Regions from separate parts of the Mus musculus genome. Here regions 2, 3, 4 and 5 are each linked to region 1. A link is a contact called in public Hi-C, HiCAR-type, HiChIP or PLAC-seq and promoter capture Hi-C data. All regions are on one chromosome and are shown on one strand. Each heading gives the region's core, a stretch centred on a gene start, on an enhancer-like site or on the middle of the called end of the contact. The rest is flanking DNA. Distances are from core to core; before and after follow the strand shown. Region 1 holds the start of Tbx18 (T-box18). Region 2 holds the start of Snhg5 (small nucleolar RNA host gene 5). Region 3 holds the start of Mrap2 (melanocortin 2 receptor accessory protein 2). Region 4 holds the start of Snap91 (synaptosomal-associated protein 91). Region 5 holds the start of Cyb5r4 (cytochrome b5 reductase 4).

Evidence for each region. Promoter capture Hi-C pulls out the DNA fragments that hold promoters and counts their contacts. Hi-C and Micro-C count contacts between places; a contact is called where the count stands out from the background. HiCAR-type assays count read pairs that join an accessible place to other places. HiChIP or PLAC-seq counts read pairs in DNA pulled down with a chosen protein or histone mark.
Region 2: a contact with region 1 is called in a HiCAR-type map of astrocytes, with 3 times the contacts expected there. The contact joins the promoter of Snhg5 here to the promoter of Tbx18 in region 1. A contact is called at or near these places in 6 of 39 promoter capture datasets (the 3T3-L1 cell line, cranial neural crest, embryonic stem cells and 2 more), 7 of 484 Hi-C or Micro-C datasets (adipose-derived mesenchymal stem cells, cardiomyocytes, embryonic stem cells and 1 more) and 12 of 115 datasets of contacts at active chromatin or transcription factors (the NIH/3T3 cell line, astrocytes, craniofacial prominence and 6 more).
Region 3: an H3K4me3 HiChIP or PLAC-seq map of embryonic stem cells shows a contact between it and region 1, with 11 read pairs. The contact joins the promoter of Mrap2 here to the promoter of Tbx18 in region 1. A contact is called at or near these places in 2 of 39 promoter capture datasets (cranial neural crest and embryonic stem cells) and 2 of 115 datasets of contacts at active chromatin or transcription factors (both in embryonic stem cells).
Region 4: a Hi-C map of embryonic stem cells shows a contact between it and region 1, with 2.5 times the contacts expected there. The contact joins the promoter of Snap91 here to the promoter of Tbx18 in region 1. A contact is called at or near these places in 4 of 39 promoter capture datasets (cranial neural crest and embryonic stem cells), 9 of 484 Hi-C or Micro-C datasets (all in embryonic stem cells) and 1 of 115 datasets of contacts at active chromatin or transcription factors (embryonic stem cells).
Region 5: a contact with region 1 is called in a promoter capture Hi-C map of second pharyngeal arch cranial neural crest, with 4 times the contacts expected there. The contact joins the promoter of Cyb5r4 here to the promoter of Tbx18 in region 1. A contact is called at or near these places in 6 of 39 promoter capture datasets (cranial neural crest, embryonic stem cells, frontonasal cranial neural crest and 3 more), 16 of 484 Hi-C or Micro-C datasets (Sertoli cells, cardiomyocytes, cranial neural crest and 6 more) and 8 of 115 datasets of contacts at active chromatin or transcription factors (craniofacial prominence, embryonic limb bud, embryonic stem cells and 2 more).

What each region holds. Positions count from the first base shown.
Region 1 is chr9:87,729,831-87,732,530 of GRCm38.p6, forward strand. It overlaps Tbx18 (T-box18), which reads right to left and starts at 1,430. Exons shown (of 8, transcript NM_023814.4): 1 at 705-1,430. The coding sequence starts at 1,014.
Region 2 is chr9:88,521,454-88,524,153 of GRCm38.p6, forward strand. It overlaps Snhg5 (small nucleolar RNA host gene 5), which reads right to left and starts at 1,444. Exons shown (of 5, transcript NR_040721.1): 1 at 1,031-1,444; 2 at 854-928; 3 at 465-522; 4 at 197-263. LOC115487267 (a small nucleolar RNA gene) reads right to left here and starts at 415; the gene lies at 344-415. It overlaps LOC115487269 (a small nucleolar RNA gene), which reads right to left and starts at 147; the gene lies at 76-147.
Region 3 is chr9:87,142,888-87,145,587 of GRCm38.p6, forward strand. Mrap2 (melanocortin 2 receptor accessory protein 2) reads left to right here and starts at 1,419. Exons shown (of 5, transcript NM_001177731.1): 1 at 1,419-1,510; 2 at 1,644-1,788.
Region 4 is chr9:86,879,095-86,881,794 of GRCm38.p6, forward strand. Snap91 (synaptosomal-associated protein 91) reads right to left here and starts at 1,355. Exons shown (of 30, transcript NM_013669.2): 1 at 1,167-1,355; 2 at 328-487. The coding sequence starts at 457.
Region 5 is chr9:87,020,700-87,023,399 of GRCm38.p6, forward strand. Cyb5r4 (cytochrome b5 reductase 4) reads left to right here and starts at 1,330. Exons shown (of 16, transcript NM_024195.2): 1 at 1,330-1,554. The coding sequence starts at 1,480.

The DNA.
Region 1 (2,700 bases), core at 180-2,679:
CAGGCCCGCAAACTCCCCATGCGCCCCGCCTTGTGGGCCTGAGACCTGTCCCCGAGCTCACTGTCCCTGGGCGCAGATCTCACTGCGGCCGCTGCCGGGATCTGCTCCGGTCACCCCTTCCTCCCTCCGCCCCAGGAGGCCGCCGGGCCTCTGGGCCTCGCGCGAGGCACTTTCTGAGAACTTCCCCAAACCCCGCTCCAGGCAATCCTCCGGGCTGCTGGCTCTCCGGGCCCCGCAGCACAGCGGATAGAAGAGAGCTAAAAGCCCGCCCCGAGGCGCCCTGGGCTCCGGAGGAGTAGCGCTCCGCGTTCAGAAGGGCAGAGAGTGTGGGCGAGCTCGCCGCCGCCTCCCCGGTTGGCGCACCCAACTTCTGGGCGTCCGAGCCCTTTTCCGCGCTTTTAGCCCGCGCCCTCCCGCACGCGCCCCGGGGGCCCCTAAAACTTAGAGAAGTGAAAAGCAGCGGCAGCCCTGGGCTCGAACCCTCCCGGCGCAGAGGCGAGGACGGCGGCAGCCCGCCGAGCCGGGCAGAGAGCCGCGGATGGACGGTGTGCGGGGCCGACGGCTCAACGCCTGCCCCCGGGGCTCGGCGGCGGAGGCCCGGGAGGAGCGGGCGCTAGCGCTGCCTCACCGAAGCTCAGGTTCGCGGGAGCCGGGCGGAGACGCACCGGGAAGCCGCTGGGGCAGGAAGGGATCGATCGACTCACCCGCCGCTCCGCGGGAGCCACAGCTCCGCTCCGCGTCCGCGCAGCTCCGCGCTGGCCCGGACGCCGCCCCGGCTGCCGGCGGCGGGGCAGCCGCTTCTTCGTCGGCCTCCGAGCAGCCGTGCTCCCCCGCGCCTCCGCTACGGCTGCAGCCTGCGTCTTCCACCGCCCCCGCCGCCTCTTCCGTGGCCAGCTTTCTCCGCTTCTTTTGAAGCTGTTGCTGCTTCTCGGCGCCGATCAGTGCCTCCACAGAGAAGGCGTGCGCCTTGAGGCTTAGCATGCTGCACGGTGAGCCCCTCCGCTTCTCCGCCATCCCCGCCTCCCCGAGCCCGCTCGCCCCTCTCTCATATACTCGCGGCTGGGGCGCACGCACGCGCTCGCCCTCCTGGCCCCCCACCAAACGCTCCGCAGCTCCCGATGCCTCCCGAGATCTGTCCCCTTCCTAGCTGCGGGCAAAAACAAATTTGCCGTTTCCTCTTTCTCTGGCGTTGGGATCCGAGGAAGCAGGAACGCGGCCGCCAAGTTTCCTTCCCTCTGTCTCTCCCTCGAGTTCAATGATGCACTTCTTGACTCCCAAACCCTCCACCTCCTCCTGCTGCTCCAAGATCTGCCTCGACTGATGAGCCCGAGAGGACTAACACGGGGAAAAAAAAAACACTCTGCGGACACAAATTAGGGATTGTAATTGAAATTTGTTGCCTTGATCTGTCAGCACTTCAAGGCAGGAGAGCGGTGGGAAGAACTTGCTCATTAGTGTCAATAAAGCGGCGGGGGAGGGTCCTATGGAGCTGTCCATCACCGAAACGGTTTACCAATCAGGAGAATCTAACTCCGCTCAGCCCGCGCCCACTTCCTTACAAGGTCGGAAAATCTCAGACCGAAAAGCGCCGCCATCTGGCTCGTCTCTGCCAGTCTCTAGAAAGCTGAACCCTCTTTTGCTGACACCCGCCAACCCAGTCGCTTCTCAGGCTTTTCTTATCAGGACCAGGAAAGGCTGAGCCTCAGGGTTTAACCGAGAAAAGAGATCCGTAACTAGTAGTATAGAGGATCTTTCAAGGACCCTTAAATCTCCGGTCTCTCATCCCTGTCCATGGGGCTAAGAAGTACATTTGGAGGAGGCAGGAACTTACAGCCAACAGTTTGTTGTTTCTCACTTAAACATTCCTGCATCTATTGATGCCCACTGTATGGAGAGAATGACCACGGGCTTGAATCTTACTCCGAAGATTTTTTTCTTACGTGAGATGAGTTTACGCATATTTGATATTTTTTAGATTTAAAAATTAATCATTGTAATATCTCTCAGACCTTCATATAACCGATTCAGGAAAGGTGTCTCCTTTTATTTAGGACTAATTATTTTAAAACGTAGGTCCTGGGATTTTAATTCTGTTTGTCTTTAATGATATAGGTTTAACTTCAAAACTTCACAAAGTAAACCATGTTTTATGAATTTCTGTATGTTTTTTGAAAGTTCTGTATGTTAAAAGTAGCTTCGTATTCATATTGGTTTTTTTTTTTAATCGGCGTGTTTCTTTAAAATAAATTCAAAAGAAAGCAGAACTCTAGAATTGAACGATCGCAAACATGTATGTGCAGTTCTGTTGTTTAAACTCAACATTTTCTTAGGATTAACAGGATGTGGGTTTGATGGGGATAATAAAAAAAATCACTTGTAGAATAAAATTCACTATGTGCACAAATCTTTAGTATAAAATAGGCCAGGGACGATTCGTTTTGTTTCATTTTGCTTTGCCTCCTTTATTCGATGTTCATTTAAACACTGCAGTCCTAGCTTTCTTCTGGCTTCTCCTCGGCATTCAGGAAAATGGCCTCTGAAAGTACCATCAACCCCGGAAGGAGGGTTTTGTTTTTAAATCATAGATAGAGAAACCTGCAGTTCCTTCAGGACTGGAGTGCTGGGAAGAAATTGAACCAAGCAGCGAGTGCCTAGAGGCGCCTGCAAGGCCTGGGCCAGAAAGGACTTGGTAATATCTTT
Region 2 (2,700 bases), core at 194-2,693, 790 kb after region 1:
ATATAAAAATAAGAACACAGGCATTATGTTACTGCCAACATTAAAGAAGAACACAATAGTCCTTTGCAATGGTCCATCTCAGAAGCCAGATCCGTAAGTATGGTTTTTCAACAGGAATTCAGGTTCGGGATAGGATCATCATAGACTAGACCAACGACAGTAAGCTCAGCAGAAAACAAAACAGAGCACCACTCACATGCACTCCTGCTGCAGGATCTTCACAGGCGGACTGGCATCTCTCGCAAGTTCTTGTGTCACTGGCCCTAAAATATAAAAACAAAAACACAGGCATTACGTCATTGCCAACATTAAAGAAGAACACAATAGTCCTTTGCAATGGTCCATCTCAGAAGCCAGATCCGTAATTATGGTTTTTCAACAGGAATTCAGGTTCGGGATAGGATCATCATAGACTAGACCAACGACAGTAAGCTCAGCAGAAAACAAAACAGAGCACCACTCACATGCACTTCTGCTGTAGGATCTTCACACGCAGGCTGGCATCTCACTGGTCAGCATTCACTACAGAAAGAGGTACCATGACATGCTATGAGTAAGAACTGCATTAACAAGACTACCACTTAAACACAATGGTCTTCTCTCAGAAGCTGCATTTATCTTCAGGTCATCATCTTCGGGATGTATTTCATCACTGTTCTGACCCGGTATGTCTCACAACTGTTTGTACAATCAATTTGTACACCATGCATTCACAACAGTCACTCCAAATTGCAAAGGCCAGAGTAGTTTGGCCAGGACTACTTCACAATACATTTCCAGGAACCCGGATTCTTACTTCACAACGGTATGTTTGCATGCTTACAAGGGAAAAAATCTAGGCTTCAATACACACCCTTTAAAACGGTCATGTTTTAAGCATGTTTCTTTCATTTATCAATTCTCTCAGATGCTTTGGGCTCCCCTCCATCTAATATAATGAAAAATCAAAAAACAAAATTTAAGCATCACACATCACTTCCTATTGCACTATAACAATATTCTTAAAATATAGAAGCTGCATCGCCTTTACCTTGGTTTCTTCTTGTAGCTGCTTTGAAGACGCGAAGAACAATGGCGCCATTGTCCTTGTGAACGTGCATATAATAGGATGTCTCTTTCGGTGACTCTAGTACCTTCGGAACAGCACAAAAGGCTGCAAACCCTGCTGTAAAAACCTACCCACGCGGGGACTCAGGAACTAGAACGCATGCGGCCTTCAGTCAGGCCGCTTAGTACGAATCTCACTGGGGCCCAGACTCCAATCCCGAAATATCATTAGCTGCTGCGCACTTCTCCGAGGAAGTTTACACCAGTACCCTAAGTTCAAGTCTCAGAAGCCTCCAAATCCTCGTTGCACCCCTATATTTCACTTGGTCATCCGACTGTAACTCACTCACCGACAAGACAAAGAATATCTTAGGCTCCGTCGTAAAAGAACGAGCCCGGTTCACCGCAGCTCCTTTTATAGTCTCCTTTGTGCGAGATCGAGGCTGCCCCTCCCTCTGTCACTGATTGGACGCGAGAGTACGTGGGGGCGTGGCTTTTCATGAAGCAACGCGTGGGAGCGCGCGCCTTGGACCTCTTTTTTTTTTTACAGGCCATTCCGGGGCGTGGTGCGCGCCGCCCGCCCGCCGCCGCGTGCATCTCCGTTGCTGCGCGCGCTCCCGCTGGCTCGCCGCCACCGGTCTCTTCCGAGTCTGGCGGGGTGGCTCAGCTCGACGTGGCGTGGGAGTGGCGCCAGAATTCAAACGAACTGCCGCAGTTGGAGGCGAGGTCACCGCCTGCTTCGAGCCTAGTCGACACGGACGGTCGGCGGCAGGGAGTGGCCTTGACTTCGCCGCGCAGGCAGCTTTGAGCGCCGCTGGTGGAGAAGCTTGGTTGCTACGGTGGCCAGCGCTGCGCTTGTGTATTCAGCGGGGCAGCCGAAGGGACCTGGGAGGACAGAATTACGCGGGTGAAAACCGAAAAGCTCTCCGTTTATCCTTCCTGCATTCTGGGGGTGCCGCTGGTCTGCAGACAGCCATGCTGTCCAGTGCAGGCTTATCCAACGCCTGCTTGGGCGCTCAACCAGGTCCAACACCAGATTCCCCCGCCCCCCCAAGTCTCCCACTCCGGGAAACAGACACTAGTGACAGTTATACTGTCAGAATGCTGAGAAGTTAAACATTCCGTTTCACAGAGGAGAAAGCAAGTCAAAAGCCGCCAGTTGGCCTAAGGTCACATAGCTATCCTTTGCTATTTTTTAAGTTTCTCCCTTCTAAATTATCTGCAGAAAAAAACTTAAGACTTCAAAGGTCAAATATATAATTCAAAGTAATTTAAATGTATGGATACACACATTTGGATATTTTAGCACTTGGAAGCTCGGGTCTTTATTTTGTAGCATTTTTTACTAATTATGTGTGCATTTGCTGTCAGTTTACATTAACAGTTATCCTCTGATCACCATACTTATAGACTGTGGCATGCATGCCCTCACACACATCATGCACACATGTGATAGTAATGGTAATAAGTGAATAAAAGCCGTTTGGGTAAGAACATCACATAAGGTTTGCCATAGAAAGAAGGTAGGGAATAGAATCACATGGTAAAAGCTTGTCACAGCATCTGGTTAAGGACTGTGCCTCTGGGCTACATTTCAAGCCTGTGGTCTTAATTTGGTTCTTTTTAAATCTATGTGCCCAGGTACACACATGC
Region 3 (2,700 bases), core at 169-2,668, 590 kb before region 1:
ATAGGTGGAACAACAATATGAACTAACCAGTACCCCCCTGGAGCTCGTGTCTCTAGCTGCATATGAATCAAAAAAAAGGCCTAGTTGGCCATCAGTGGAAAGAGAGGCCCATTAGTCGTGCAAACTTTATATGCCTCAGTACAGGGGAACGCCAAGGCCAAGAAGTGGGAGTGGGTGGGTGGGGGAGTGGGTGGGGGAGTGTGTGTGGGACTTTTGGGATAGCATTGGAAATGTAAATGAAATAAATACCCAATAAAAAAAGAGAAAAAACAAAACAAAACAAAAATAGTGAAACTACTTAAAAAAAACTATGAATCAGCTTTCTCAGATATCATTTCCAGGAATCCTTTTCTGGCAGGGCCTTCCCATGCAGTTCTCTCAGCATCCCTCTCAGTTTCCCGCTTGGGTTTCTTTCTGTAGCTGTCCTGGAACTCTTTCTGTGGACCAGACTAGCCTCGAATTCAAAGAGTGCTGGAATTAAAGGTATTGCACCATTGCTGCTCAGTTTATGTTTTCTTATTTATAAAACCAATATGGCCGTGGATCTTCTCATGTGGCACACACACACACACACACACACACACACACACACACTAAGGGACATCTCAGAGACTGGCTCTAAGGCATTGTTCTTTCCCCATACACAAGCCTGGTTGTTCTCTCACCTCCGTGTTACAGAGTAACTCTAACTCTGAACCCCCCACTCCCACCCCCACCCCCACCCCACTCCCGCTCCCCAACTGCCCTATTTTCTTTTTGTATTTTTGCCCACACTTTACTCAAATAGCCCTAGTTGTATTTATTGGCAATGTTTATTGTCTGTCTCTTTACTAGATACATCCTTTGGAAAGCTGGTGTTTGGCACCGGATACAGATTGAATGAACAAACAGATGCAGAACTTCGTCTGTCTGTCAGGGAGCATGGCTGTTAACTTGAAGCCTGCTCCCAGCCCCCTGCTAACTCTTTGGGGTCAGTCTGAAGGGTGTTTGATGCCCCTTGGCATCTGTACCTATAGTATGGAGGAGGCACCCAAAATCCAAGATAGTAATTGAAGCAGTGCATTCTGTAGAACTCTAGCCTCGCTGAACTTGAACGCAAGGCTGAGAATAACTGGCCTCTCTGTTCATGTGGCCCCATTTCATCTTGATCAGCTCATGAGAGCTTGTACCCAAAGCTGACCTTAAGACACCCACTACAGAGCCGGAGAGGATAAAGTGTCCCTGGACATCTTTTCTTTCCTTTGCTCGTTGCAGGTTCTTACACACACTGGGTGGTGGTGGTTCATGTGGATCCCTAAGGTTGGGAAGGCGGCTCAGGAGCTCAGCTACAGCCTCTGTGCCCAGTGCCGCCTCCGCCGCTAGGTCGCGAGCGCGCGTCTCCACCGCACCGCGGCGCAGGGAGCGACTTGCACAGCTCTGTTCACTGGCGGCGGCGGCACGGCGGCGGTGAGGCTCGAGCACCGGAGGAGCTGAACCGTGTAAAGCCTGCGGTAACCCAGGACAGGACGGGGTGAGGGGCTAGCCTGGGGTCCGGGTGCCTTTCAGTCTGCATGCGTGTTGGGATTGGAGTGGGTGAAGATGAGAAGGGTGGGAAAGAGTTATATCGGGGTTCAGACCTAGAATAGCTTGCTGGTCTTTTGAAGGACTCCTAAGTTCGAAGCCTGCTTTGCTGCTGAGATCACCCCTTGCGGCCCAAGGAGTCAGGAAATCCTGCATATAGCTCCGCGGGCTGAGCTGAGCATCCAGGGGGCGCAGGGCACCACGACCCAGCCACACCCTCTGCCGCAGGTGAGAAACTTTCCCGCCGCCGCCAGGGTCTGGGGAACCTGCACCTTCAGACCAAGGGTGTGGTCCCCCGGCCCCAGGATGCGCGCCCCCTGCAGTGTGTCTGTTTCTCAGGATTAACCTGCGTAGATAGGTTTGTTCAGATTGGAGAGCCAGCGGGTGGTGGGTCACCTTACCCGTGAGGCTGCAGTTGCAAGTCCCTGCTGCGTCCTTCTCTGCCCCGTTCTGTGTACTGAACCGGGGAAGGCCTTCTGAGAGCAAGTGCGACAGAAAACTGTTCTGATGGATGCTTCGGTTCCCACAGCGCTTTAGATGACATGGAGCCCCGGATATTGTACTCGATTTAACCTGTCAACGATGAAGCAATCGGGCATGTTTTGAGAGCAAAAGAAGCTTGGAAGAAGGTGTCCCTGGCGATCCAGGGAAGAGAGAGAAAGGAACTGTCACACATAAATTAATCCTTAAGGAACTGTCCCCTCCCCCAAGTAAGTAGTAGTATTTCCAGCACACAGGTGAAAAAAGATGAGAGAGCTAAGTATATATTTTTTAACCCGACTCCACAAGCTAACCGTGGGGGCGGAGAGAGATCTGAAAACTAACGCTGCGATTCCAGGCAGGGAGCACAGCAGCATAAACAGGTACCAGAAAACGGCCCCGGGATGCGAGGATCCATCCAATCAGACCGGCTCTGATGTTAATAGCATGGTGGCAGTACTGACCTGACGGGGTAAGGGGGTGGGGCGAGGATAACTAGCTCCTTCCGGAAGGCAGAGTACTTGGAGAATACTTGGAGAGGTCTTGAAGTCCGAAAGGAGCAGTTTGAAGCCTGAGTAGCTAGCACCCTGGAACAGTGAAAGCGTTTTAGAGTCACCTCGCACAGGTGTGAGGGAGGGGAATAGAGCCAGGAGACTTTTC
Region 4 (2,700 bases), core at 105-2,604, 850 kb before region 1:
GAGTGGAGAAAAAAAATGATTAAAAGGATGTAGCCCAAATGTACACTTTTATGCAACCGTGTGTGTGTGTGTGTGTGTGTGTGTGTTCCCTCCTCTAGGCTCTTGGAGGTCATCAGAAGAAAAAAACGGCTCGATAGACAAGGTTTCAGGGCCTATTCAAGGGGACACCTCCAAGGCCAGAGGCAGGAGCTCAGGATCTCAGGATCGACTCGATGGTGAGCCAGTTCCCAAGGCTTCTGGCAGTATTACAGACTGCCAAGGCCATGCCGCCGGCCTTTGAGCCCCTATGGTCACGCGCATGTCCCGCTTATATAAAAGGATGCTTACAGTCCAGGTGCTTCTTCTTGGGGCCCATCACCTCATGAGTGGTGGCTTTGCAGACTGCTCTTGCTACAGCAGAGCCAGTCACGCTGTACTGAGCGGCGGCGATCCGATCCGTGAGCGTTTGGCCCGACATCTTCACCGGCCGCGTCTACCGCCTCCTCTTCTGCAGGAAATAAGAGGAGATGGTCCGGCTTTCACCCGCACCGCCTTAGCTGGAGCGCCCGGCCTTGCCTGCTCCCTCCGCTCGGCGGTTCTCTCCTCCGCCGACCCCGCCCTGGCACCGCCTCTTGGGACCAGCGGCGCGCCAAGCCCAGTTGGTCCATCGAGGTCCAGGGCTGTCAGCCACCCGCAGGGTAGTCCTTGCATCGTGCCACGGTCCCGCTTTCCCACACCCTGAAGCGGTCACCACATCCCGGCTTCGCCCCCTGTCAAGCAGCACTGTCCGCGCAACCCTTTTCGGTGGTGCGAGACCCGGTGCGCGTCGGGGTTACCCCGGACGCCGCGCCCAGAAGCGCGCACCTTTCGCTGCCCCGAGCCGCAACGTGTCTCCCACAGCACCGCAGGGCCGCGGCCACCTCCTTTCTGTCCTGGGGCTGCGGCGGCAGCAACGACTCCTCTTCCCTCGCCCTCCATCCCTATAGTCGGGCCGCCCTGAGCCGCGATGCGCCTCACCCTTCTCCAGTCGGATCTCAGAGGGCGGACAGCCCAGGCCCCGCCCGGCCGCTAAAGCGCCACCGAGCTGTCACCCGGCCGCCTCTGCCCTTCTCCGCGCCCTAGGATTATCCCTCGAATCCCCGGGTCCTGGAGCAGGGGAGGGGACCCGTGCGGCCCAGCGTACTCACCCCGCCCCAGGAGCACCGCAGCCCGGACGCCGCGCGAGGTAGCTGAGTGCAGACACGCACCGCCCTGGTGTCCCCGGGCCGCGATGCCTGTAGCCCCGGCCCGGCCCCTGTCTCAGCTCCGCGGTCCCCGCGGTCCCCACCCGCCGCCGCCTCCGCCAGCGCCGCCGCGTCTCTCTAGCGCTCGGCGCAGCGTCCCCATCCCCGCCCCCACCTCAGCTGGAGCGCCTGCGACGAGTCAGGTGACGGCAGCCGACGAACCCGGGCCAGTCCTCTGCAGAACGCCAGCGGCCCCCTCCCTGTCGCTCCTGCTCGCCGCCCCCCTCGGAGCCGCGGCTTTAAACGGGAGGAGGGCCGCACGCGAGCATCCCTGGCGGGCGACGGCGGAGGAGGGGGTGGGACCGGAGGGGCGCCGCGGCTCTATGGCTTGCGTTCTTGCGCGCGCCCTGCGTCCCCGCGCGCACCCGCTGCGTCCCCGGGCGGACCTGGTGCGCGCGCGCCGCGCATACCTGCCGGGCAACTGCAGGATGCTCGGGGATCGCCGCGGGCGTGGGCCTGGGGAGAGGGAGGGCTGTGAAGGCCGAGGCAAGGGCGGCAGCGTGCGCTGCCAACAGAGCCCAGCCCCTTCTCCTAAGAAGCGTGCCTGTGACTAGCTGGCCTGTCCTCGGCAGTAGAGGCCCAGATGGGCAGGGCGATTTGAAATGTCAGATTCTGTGGCCACGCGACCGTTACCTGTGCACCCTCAGCTCCTTGAGGCTGCTCCACTAGTCTCAGTTACAACGGGGAGCCGAGTGGGCAGGTAATTCGAGCCGCTTTAGCCTTAAAGCAATACTGAGGTATGCGGTATAGACAAGTAGCAAAGCAATTAGCTGAATGCCAGATTACACTCGTCTTGTAATCATTTGCACCCTTAAACTGTAATTTTTGCCATTTAAATATGTCGGAACGTCTTATATTATTTGAATGTCGAGTGTTATTTGCATGGGATTGGAGTCGGTTAATAATTTCATGAGTTGACATTTGTAAAGGTCATTGTCTTAACTATTCTTTTAAATTCCCACGGTTAAGATCAGAAGTTCCCTTAGGTACTTCCCTGACATATTTTCTGGCTTTACACAGGTGACCTCTGTTCAGTCCCCCAAGGTCATATACGCCTACTTACACACATCAAGGTTCTGCCTTGTAGTTTTTCTCTTGGTCCGGTGTTCAATACCCAATCATAACTTCCTAACAGCTGGGGCTGATCCCAGCAGCAGCAATTAGAAACCTTGTTGACTAAAGAAAGAAAGATCAAGACCACCACCAAAAAGTTATGTACGTATTACTATATGACCCCCGCAGTCCTGCACAGTATTTACCCAATTGGGGGGGGGGGGAACCAGACACACACATTTTTCTCTTTAAACTTTCACTCAAAATTAGTAGCAGCTTATATAATGGCCCCACACTGGAGGAAAACCAGTCTATTGATAAATAGCTAAAGAAAACATGGCATATCCACACAACAGAATACTACTTAGCAATAACAAGACAGAAA
Region 5 (2,700 bases), core at 80-2,579, 710 kb before region 1:
TGGTTAGGGTGACACAGTAGATTATGCTCATGAAGTCCTTTTAGTTTTTATATAATCACCTGCTCAGCAGTTCAGGTGCAAACAAACATATTTTATTAATCTATAATCTGAGCTACTTGTGAGGATGAGGCAGGAGAACTGCAAGTTCAATGCTTGTCTGACAATATACCAAAAATATTTTCCTGCAGTATTCCAGAATAAAAATGGGTAGAGGTGGAGATGAGAGGTAATTAGCTAGCTAAGAAATGTCCCGTGCTTGAATGACTAAGCATATCCACAGACTCTCTCATAATATTAAACCACATTATCACAACTTTGACTCCCAGGGACTCTGGAAACTACATAGCTGGAGTAAATGATGTGTCCAGAATCAGAAAAAATTAGAACCCCACAGAGAATGGGATGGGTTATTTAGAACTACTCTTTGGGAAAATGTTCTCTTTCTATTGGATTCCACCCTGTGGATCTGTGTATTTTCCTAGCAAAAAGAAAAAGCCAATGTATCACTAACATGGACCCACAGTGTTAGGAATTTCTCTTGTTAACAAATCAGGATAGTATAAGGTGGCCTGTCTTTTGTTACATGCCTATTAATATATACAGTATATGGTTTAGATATAGCCATTTATTTCTTACAGAAACCCAAGCCTATACAGACAAAATGTTCCTTTAATAAAAAGTAGCGTGCATAGGCCATTAAATACAAGGATGACACCAAAACCAAATCACTCTATTTAGGAGTGAGCTACTTGTAGATTTCAGGGAAAGTGAAGAGTTATGGGAGGAGGAAGAATGTGTGAGTGTATGGATAGAGAAGGTCTTCTGGAAACGTCGTCTGGAAACGTCTTTTACTCGTTTTCCAGACTGGTTCCCCAAACGTGACGTTTCTTAACCCACAGCAGAGGCTGCTTGAGTTCGGCTTCTTAGCTCATGAAACTGTGAAGTCCTCTTTCCTAGAGCTTAGTATTTTACAGGAGAGAACTATTCAGCAGTCTGAACGTTTTGATAGTGTTGTTTTCTTTCATATTTCAATTGTTGTTTATCAAGAGACAGGCACTGGTCTTCTTGTTCTACCAGAAATAACCCTCGGCCTCTATCAGCACCAGGGCTGGGGAACAGCTTCACTCTCTGATCTTTCAGCAGAAAGCTGTCATTTCCTTGTGGTGCTGAAGTTTAGGACCAAAGAGTAACTGAGCATGCGCTGCCCTGCCCCCAACCCCCGCACAGCCACCCCTTCCCAAGCCGGGCGACCGGGCTCACAGAGTGAGTGAGCCTTTCCTCTGACTCCGCCCCCGCCCCGCCTCTCGTGAGCGTGATTGCGTCACGACGCGCCTGACCCCTGGCGACCCCGGAAGTGGGTCGGGGGCTTGGCCTCGGCCGGGCCAAGGAGCCCGCACGGACGGTGGTGGGCGCTGGGGTCCCACCAGGGCAGCCTGTCCGGTGGCGGAGCCCGGATGCGGCCCGAGCCGGGGGCCCAGGATGCTGAACGTCCCTTCCCAGGCTTTCCCGGCCCCCGGCTCCCAGCAGCGCGTCTCCTCCCAGGGGCGCAGCAAGGTAAGTGGCGACGCCGTTCGTTCGACTACTAACTCAAACGCCCTAAGTGTGTTTGAGCTGCTGAAGTTGGCCGCGGTAAGTCCACTCGGCACCCCGCTTCCGGCATGGTTGCATTTCTGTCTCAAGCTGTCCTCTCCAGTCTTTTGTTCTTTACGGTCAAAGATCCAGGCTGAGCAGTGGCGGTGGCTAGGGATGATTGGAGTCTGCAAACCTGCCGTCAGATTTAGTGCCACCTCTTCAAGTCGCACTCCTCTGTGTATACGGTAGCCAGTGGTTCCAGCACTGCCTCATCTGTAGACACCCCTGGTTGATTTTGAATCTGGTACCATGCTCTTGTCTATTTGTTGAATATGGTTACTGTCAGCAGCAGGTGGAAATACAGATATATAGTTGCAAAATTCAGTACAAATTGTGTAGTGTATTCATTGCAAGGCGAATGCTCTTATGTTATTTTGCTAGTTCCTTATTCTGTAACCACATCTTGGTATTTTCTTTTGAGACTTCTGTCTTCTTGGGCTACTCGATTCCTTTCTCGAGTTTTATTTTATATGACTTTGAGACTTTCCATTCTTCTCCACTTAGATCTGAGGTTTTGCCCTTAGATCAGAAAAGGAATTGAGGTTTTCATTTATTTTTCAGAAATGTCTGTCCCCAGCTTTAATCATACATAGCACTAAGATGTTTTGTGGGCTCACTGATGGCCATGTGTATCTGGAGTCCTTTTCCTTTGCCCATTGAATCTTCACAGTTACCCTGAAGCTAGGGACGTTTACTATCTTCATTCTTGGTAAAAAGAAATAGGTTGATGAAAGTCTGCTATCAGTCACGTAAGCTTGTGATTATGACATTTCCTTCATTGCTGTGTGTGCGCCTCTGCTCACCAGCCATCAACTGGGTATCTTGCTCTCTCTTTAAGCTAAGTGCTTGGCTCCATAGTCTAAGGTTGCCCTTTGTAGAATGAGAACGTCAGTAACTGACTTTCTTCATTAAAATGGCTATGTTCTCAGCATTCATTTAAAGGAGAAAACTTCTAGGCAAAGACAGCAAGTTCCTTAGATGCGATAGCAGAAGTAAGTTTTGTTGTCCCCAAAGAGGGCAAAGTAAGATCTTTGTGTAATTTAATAGGACCCTCAGGTAGGATTAATT